Regions from separate parts of the Mus musculus genome. Here region 2 is linked to region 1. The links are chromatin contacts, called in public HiChIP or PLAC-seq maps. All regions are on one chromosome and are shown on one strand. Each heading gives the region's core, a stretch centred on a gene start, on an enhancer-like site or on the middle of the called end of the contact. The rest is flanking DNA. Distances are from core to core; before and after follow the strand shown. Region 1 holds the start of Lin54 (lin-54 homolog (C. elegans)). Region 2 has its middle 34 kb from the start of Plac8.

Region 1 (3,114 bases), core at 425-2,924:
AGATGGTAGACCATGTTTCACGTATATTTCAGAGTCACTGGAGAGCTTTAACGTCACTCACCAACGCTGGCATTCTACTCCACTCATAGGACTATGTTGACAGTATGGCTATTTCTATATGCATGCCTGACTTCTCGGACATCCTTAAATTACAGGCGCTGATCATGCAGACATTGGTCTCCTCTCCCCTTCATTTTTAAGAATAAAGTTCTGAACTGTTTTCCTCTCAACTTTGACCATTTTTGCCCATGAACAACATTATGTCAATTTGTCGTTGGTTTAAGATACTCAGGTACTACTAAATTTAAATTACTGATTCAACTCTATTATCATTCATAACCATCAACTTCTAACATATAGAAAATCCAGCTCTTCGCTAGAACCCTTTGCCAACTGACTTTAGGATCTAAGTTTCCAAATTAAAAACCATCTGCTGCTGATAACACTTGTTCAATGCAGAGGGGGGAAAAAAACAGCTTGCTTTAGAACAAGATTCCGGAACAACCTATCCATCTCCCACCCCCTTCCAGTTCCTCTCATGGTGTAGTCTAATAAGCACCCAAGAGGGAATAGAAGTAATTAATCATGTAAGGAATTAAGAACATATAAGCTGCAAGGCTTAATAGGACCAGCATCCTCCAAAAGTTAGCTGTTTGACTTCAGAAAGCCTTACTAATTGCCAGTTCAAAAGCTTTATTCTTTATCATTCAGTCATACTATAAGCTCTTAAAGACCTAACAGAAACCAGCAAGCTGAATCTCAGGGTTGTGGACAAGGCTAATCTACTGTCTTAAGTTTCCCTAAGAATAAGGAAGAAGCAGAAGCCATTTCATTTCCCTACCTTGTTTGAATGACACCTCCATATAAAAGTCAGCAGGCTCAGGCTTAGTCAAGGGCTGTCTCCCACCCACTCCCGGCGCGTTTCTACCGAGAGCCCGCTAGAGGCTGAGCGTGGAAGGGGTTCCCAGTTTCTCCATCTTTCAACTTTATTCCCCACCAACAGCCGGGTCCACCGGCACTCGGATGGTTGTTTACCGTTGCTTGACCAGGCTGAGTCCCAGCCCGCTCCCTTCCCCCGTGCACCGCGGGGACACTATGACATTTGGCTGGTGGGCTTCGCGAGGGAAACGGACACACACCCAGAAGAGTCCATACAAAGGGGCGTAGGAAGAACGCGGCGCCGGGCAGCAGCGAAAGGAGGCGCTGGTACGAAATGACACAGCAGCAAAACAGGTTCCCAGAAGCCCGGGGCCGGCAGCCGCTTCCCGGGCCGCGCCGAGAGCCTGTCAACAGCCGCCCAGCCCTTCCTCCCGAGCGCGGGGCGGGCGGCGCCGGCCCGCCGACTGACAGCCGCGCTCTCCGGCGCCCGCCGCTCGCGCCGCGCCCCGACAACCCTCGGTCCGCCGCGGCCCACCGGCCCACCGCCCGGCTGCCCGGAGCCGCCGCCGCGCTCTCCGCCCGCGCGCCGCTCGCCCCGAGCGCGGGCCCGGCGCCGGTCCCCGCCGCTCAGCCCGGGTCTCCGGAGCTGACACTCACCCGAGCCGGCGGCGCCGCCTCCTTCTCGCGCCGCGCTCCCCGGGCTCCCAGCAGCCGCGGCGGCGGCGCCTCCGAAACACAGACCCGGGTTTGTTCAAAATCACGCCCAGCGCCATTCCACCGCCGCATCCCATAATACGCCGGGCCGCCCCGCCCCGCCCGCGCGCCGCCCCGCCCCCGCCGGCGGCCCGAGCCCCGCCCCTTCCGCGCCCCTGCTCCGCCCCCTGGCAACCCGAGTCGCGTCTTTGCGCAGGGCTGGGGGAGCGCTCTGGGGTTCCACGTGACTGCTCCTGGGGCCTCCGTCAAAGGGAAGGCGGGGAACTCCAAGTGGGTTCGTGCTTCTGGCTTTGTGACTAAACCTCGGTCAGTGCGGTTTCCAGCGCGCCCCCGCTTGGTGATGCGCCTGAGTGAAGAGAGAGTCCGCATCCTTTCTCAAATGTTAATAAATCTGTTGGGGTTTAGACGTGAACGTTGCAAGGGGCTCCTAAAAGCTCCTGAGAGAGCACGCAGAGTTACCTTGAAAGGGAGTTTTTGATAATTTGTCTTGCAACACACCTTATACTGATACATATGGATTCTTTGCATTCAGTCATCTCATTTCCTGGGATATTTATAAATCCAAGAAATAAAAAATATATATTAAATTTTAAAAAGGCCTTACAACGTGAAACTACCTGGGGAACCACACGAAGGAGGCGGGAGATAAGTTAAAGGTATCGCTTTCCAACCAAGTATTCCTGGGGGTACTGTGGGGGCATCACTAGAAGAAAAAAGGCAGAGAGACTGAGGCCCCAAATTTAGATAACCCCCACCTCCACACCTCACCTTGGTAGAAAAATTCTGAGTTCCTTCCACCAAGCTGACACAGTTCTGATACCACTACTACAAAACAGGACCTAAGGAATAAGGGCAACATTTCCGGGTTTACTGTGGATTTTTTACAACGACTAAAATGACTAGTACAATCTTATCAGTGTCAGCAATCTGGTCAAAACAACTCACACCATGACATAGCGTTTAATGTATGTGGAGAATGACAGTTTTACATTAGTGAATATAAGAACTGTGGTATCCAGTGATGCATTATATAACACTCAACAACTGTGCTGAATATTATAATTCTTAGAAGGAACTGGACAGATGTCTCCGTGCTTAGGACCATGGTTAGGACCCGGTACCGTTCCTATAAAGGACCTAAGTTCAGCTCCCAGCACCCACACCAGGTGACTTACAAGGCCTGTAACTCCAGTTTCAGGGAATCCAACATCCTCTTCACGACTCTGAGGGCACAAACAAATACACAGATATGCATGAAAATAAAATCTTAAAAATAAATACAATTCATATAAAATCAAGAATAAAATAAAGCTTTTAGCTGGGCAGGGTGGCCCACCTCCATATTCTAGCTTTTTAAAGGCTGAAGCAAGAAGAAGATTGGGAGTTTGAGCCCAGCACTCAGCCTGCATCTTTCAGTAAGACACATACACACACACACACTGTTTCCTTCTTTTCCTTGAATCAAGATTCCAGGACGACCAGGGCTACACAAAGAAACTTGTCTCAGAAAAAATAATAAAA
Region 2 (3,114 bases), core at 262-2,761, 110 kb after region 1:
CAAAACAAAACCACCAGATAGCTAATCAGCAATAATTTATGAAAATATTTAAAATTTTTTTATTTATTTTATGTGTATTAGTGTTTTGCCTGCATATATGGCAGCATAGTATATGGGTAAGTTACAGACGGTTGTGAGCCACCATGTGGGTGCTGGGAATTGAACTGGGTCTTCTGGAAGAACAATCAGTGCTCTTAAGTGCTGACCCATTTTCCAGCTCCCTGCTAAGCAAGAATTTGTTGTTGTTGTTGTTGTTTTTTTTTTTTGGTTTTTTGAGACATGGTTTCTCTGTGTAGCCCTGGCTGTCCTGGAACTCACTCTGTAGACCAGGTTAGCCTCAAACTCAGAAATCTGTCTGCCTCTGCCTCCCAAGTGCTGGGATTAAAGGTGTGCCACCAATGCCCAGCTAATCGAGATTATTTTTAAATAATTGTTTAAAGACAAGGGGAAAACTCTGGATTAAAAAAACTCTGCACACTGGACATGATGGTATATGCTTGTAATCGCAGTACTGGGGAAGGTGAAACAAGAGTTTCCCGAGTTTAAGGCTTGGCTGAGTTACATTAAGAACCTGTCTCAAAGCAACAGCAAAAATGGAGTCTGCTTGTGCCAAATGGTTCTTATGCCTGTTACAAGCTACTGTGTTCTAACCTCAGCTCCTACTTATATTGTTTATGGTAGCTGTTGCAGACAGACAAATTTCAAACATTTTCAACCAAGTCATAACTTCCTACAGTATTCCATATAATTAATTTGTATATATATATATATAACTCAAATTATATATATACATATATATGTGTGTGTGTATGTGCGTGTGTGTGTGTATATATATATGTATGTATATATATATATATGTATGTATGTATATGTATATTTTTTCTCAATTATGTGCCAGAGAGTTTTCATTCTCTTACTGGGAAGAAACTATGCTGACATTGACCAGGTGACACCATGAAGAATATGCCATGTGACACAGATCTTTACATAAATAGCCCTGTCCATTTGTCGAGCAAAAGATACTACACTGCTGATTTTATTTAAACATGATCTTATTTGTGACCCCGGGGAAATGATAAGGGGCGAGAGGGACGGATAGACGCCACTTTAATACTCTGTCATAAAAACCCATTTGTACTTTATACCATATAACAGATTCTGAACATGCGTGCTATTTATTAATGGTTTCGAGTGTGCACAGCGCTAATGGATTGTTTGTTCTGAGTTAACCCTTGGCCACTAGCCCAGATGGTCCTGGGAGAGTACGGGGTTGATGTTAGGGGACACTCGCCAGATTCAGATTCAAAATATGCCTGAGTCCAGATGTCCAGGGAATGAGAAAAGACTGTAAGAGAAGAAAAATGAGAGAGAGCCACGCACAAGTCTCTTCTGAGCAGAGGGGAGGTCCAAGATCCAGAAGGACTGTTTCACTGCCTCTCTGTGAAGCATGTGGACAGAGAGAAGAAGGAGGCAGGGCTGCTTGTTACAAAAGCCCAGGCAGACTAAGCTAGCCCGGACAACGATTCCCAGAGCGGACAGACTCTTGAGGACATAGAGAGGCATCAGATACCATGTTAGGGCTCTGAAGGAGGAAAAGCACATATTTTCAGGATGATGAGGCTGTTTATATAGCAAGACCACACATTTTCAGGGGAAATAAAATCACCAGTGTCGTGTCTTTTGCTTGACAAGTGGGCAGGGCTGTTTATGGATGCTTCAAGCATACCCAAAGCAGAAAGAAAGCAGAGTACACAGCCTGCCTGCACACTCAGTCGGCGTCCGTGGCATGTTGCTGGTCTCGTTTCCTTTAAAAATAAAAACGCCTACTTATTGTATGTATATGTATCACTTGTGTGCATGCCTGCTGTAGTACACAAGTGGACATCAGAAGATAATTTACAGACTTGGTTGGCTCTTTTCAGCACAGGGGTTACAGGGACCAAACTCGGGGTCTCAGGCTGGGCAGCCAAAGCCTTTCTGTGCTAAGCCATCTTGCAGGCCCCTTGAGTCTATTTTCTTACACAAGCATTTTATAACCTGTTTGTTCATTTGTTTGTGTTTGAGAGAGGATTTCTCTGTGGAGCCCTGGCTGTCCTGGAACTTGCTCAGTAGACCAGACCACACTTGAACTCAAATTAAAGGCATGTCCCACCACTCCCTGGTTTTATAACTTCGATTAAGTGATATTTTAAAAACATAAAAGTTAAGGAAGATAATGTTTAAAATAGTATTCTTACTGATTTTTTTGAAATTTTTTATTCACTGAAATTTCATTGTATTCACTCCTATTCTTCTTAAAATTTCCAAGACTCACCCCCACGTCCCTATGTTCCAACTTTGTGTTCATTTTTGTTGATTTTAATAAGTTGTGGGGTCTAATTTGCACTACCTTTGTATTCCTGGGTGTGAGACCATCAGTTGGAGCAACTGATGCGACCCCCCAGGAGCCACAGCCTTAATGAAACTGACTCTCTCTCCCCCAGAAACCATCAGCTGTGCATAGCTCACTCCTCAGTTAGGGGAGGGGCTTAGGAGCACTTCCAGCTCTGCTGGAATGTTGACAGACTCACTCTTGGGCAGATAGATCTTCTGTAGGAACCCCAGCTGCTGTGAGCTCATGAGCACAGTGGCCGTGTGGGGTCCAGAAGACAGTTTCACTCCAGTCCTTCCTGACCTCTGGCTCTTCCAATTTTTCTACCCCTCCTCCACCATGGCCCTGAGCCTTGGGGAGGAGGTGTGATATAGATTTCTCGTTTGTGGCTGAGCATCCACAGACACTTCTTTATAGTTTGACCAGTTATAAGTCTCTGTGTTAACCTCCATCCTTTGTGCAAAGAAACTCTATGATGAAATCCAAGAGCTGGGCTAATCTGTTGATACAAATGTAGAGGGCAGTGTGATACTGTGTCCATTTAGCAAACCAGTTCTTGGCCAGATGTGCGGAACCAGACATGTTGTCTCCCTTGAAACAGGCCTTAGAGCCAGTCAGAGAGCAATTGGTTACTGCTACAATATTCATACCACAGTTGCACCAATGGGCATATCTTGCCACATTATTGTTGGTCATTATTGTTCACAATGTTCACAGCTGGTCAATCCTGATGTCTTTTTTCC

What was found. HiChIP or PLAC-seq counts read pairs in DNA pulled down with a chosen protein or histone mark.
Region 2: a contact with region 1 is called in an HNF4G HiChIP or PLAC-seq map of pancreatic cancer cells. The contact joins the enhancer-like site here to the promoter of Lin54 in region 1. A contact is called at or near these places in 1 of 484 Hi-C or Micro-C datasets (liver), 1 of 115 datasets of contacts at active chromatin or transcription factors (pancreatic cancer cells) and 3 of 9 other capture datasets (adipose tissue, liver and pancreatic islet).

The regions. Positions count from the first base shown.
Region 1 is chr5:100,498,965-100,502,078 of GRCm38.p6, forward strand. Lin54 (lin-54 homolog (C. elegans)) reads right to left here and starts at 1,675. Exons shown (of 13, transcript NM_172714.4): 1 at 1,537-1,675.
Region 2 is chr5:100,604,675-100,607,788 of GRCm38.p6, forward strand. No RefSeq gene overlaps it. Among named protein-coding and RNA genes, the nearest start is that of Plac8, 34 kb to the left of the region's middle. Within about 2 kb of position 1,512, at least 79 of the 459 cell types and tissues checked have an H3K27ac peak or open chromatin away from gene starts, as enhancers often do. A contact at or near this core is called in adipose tissue, pancreatic cancer cells and pancreatic islet, where this site is marked.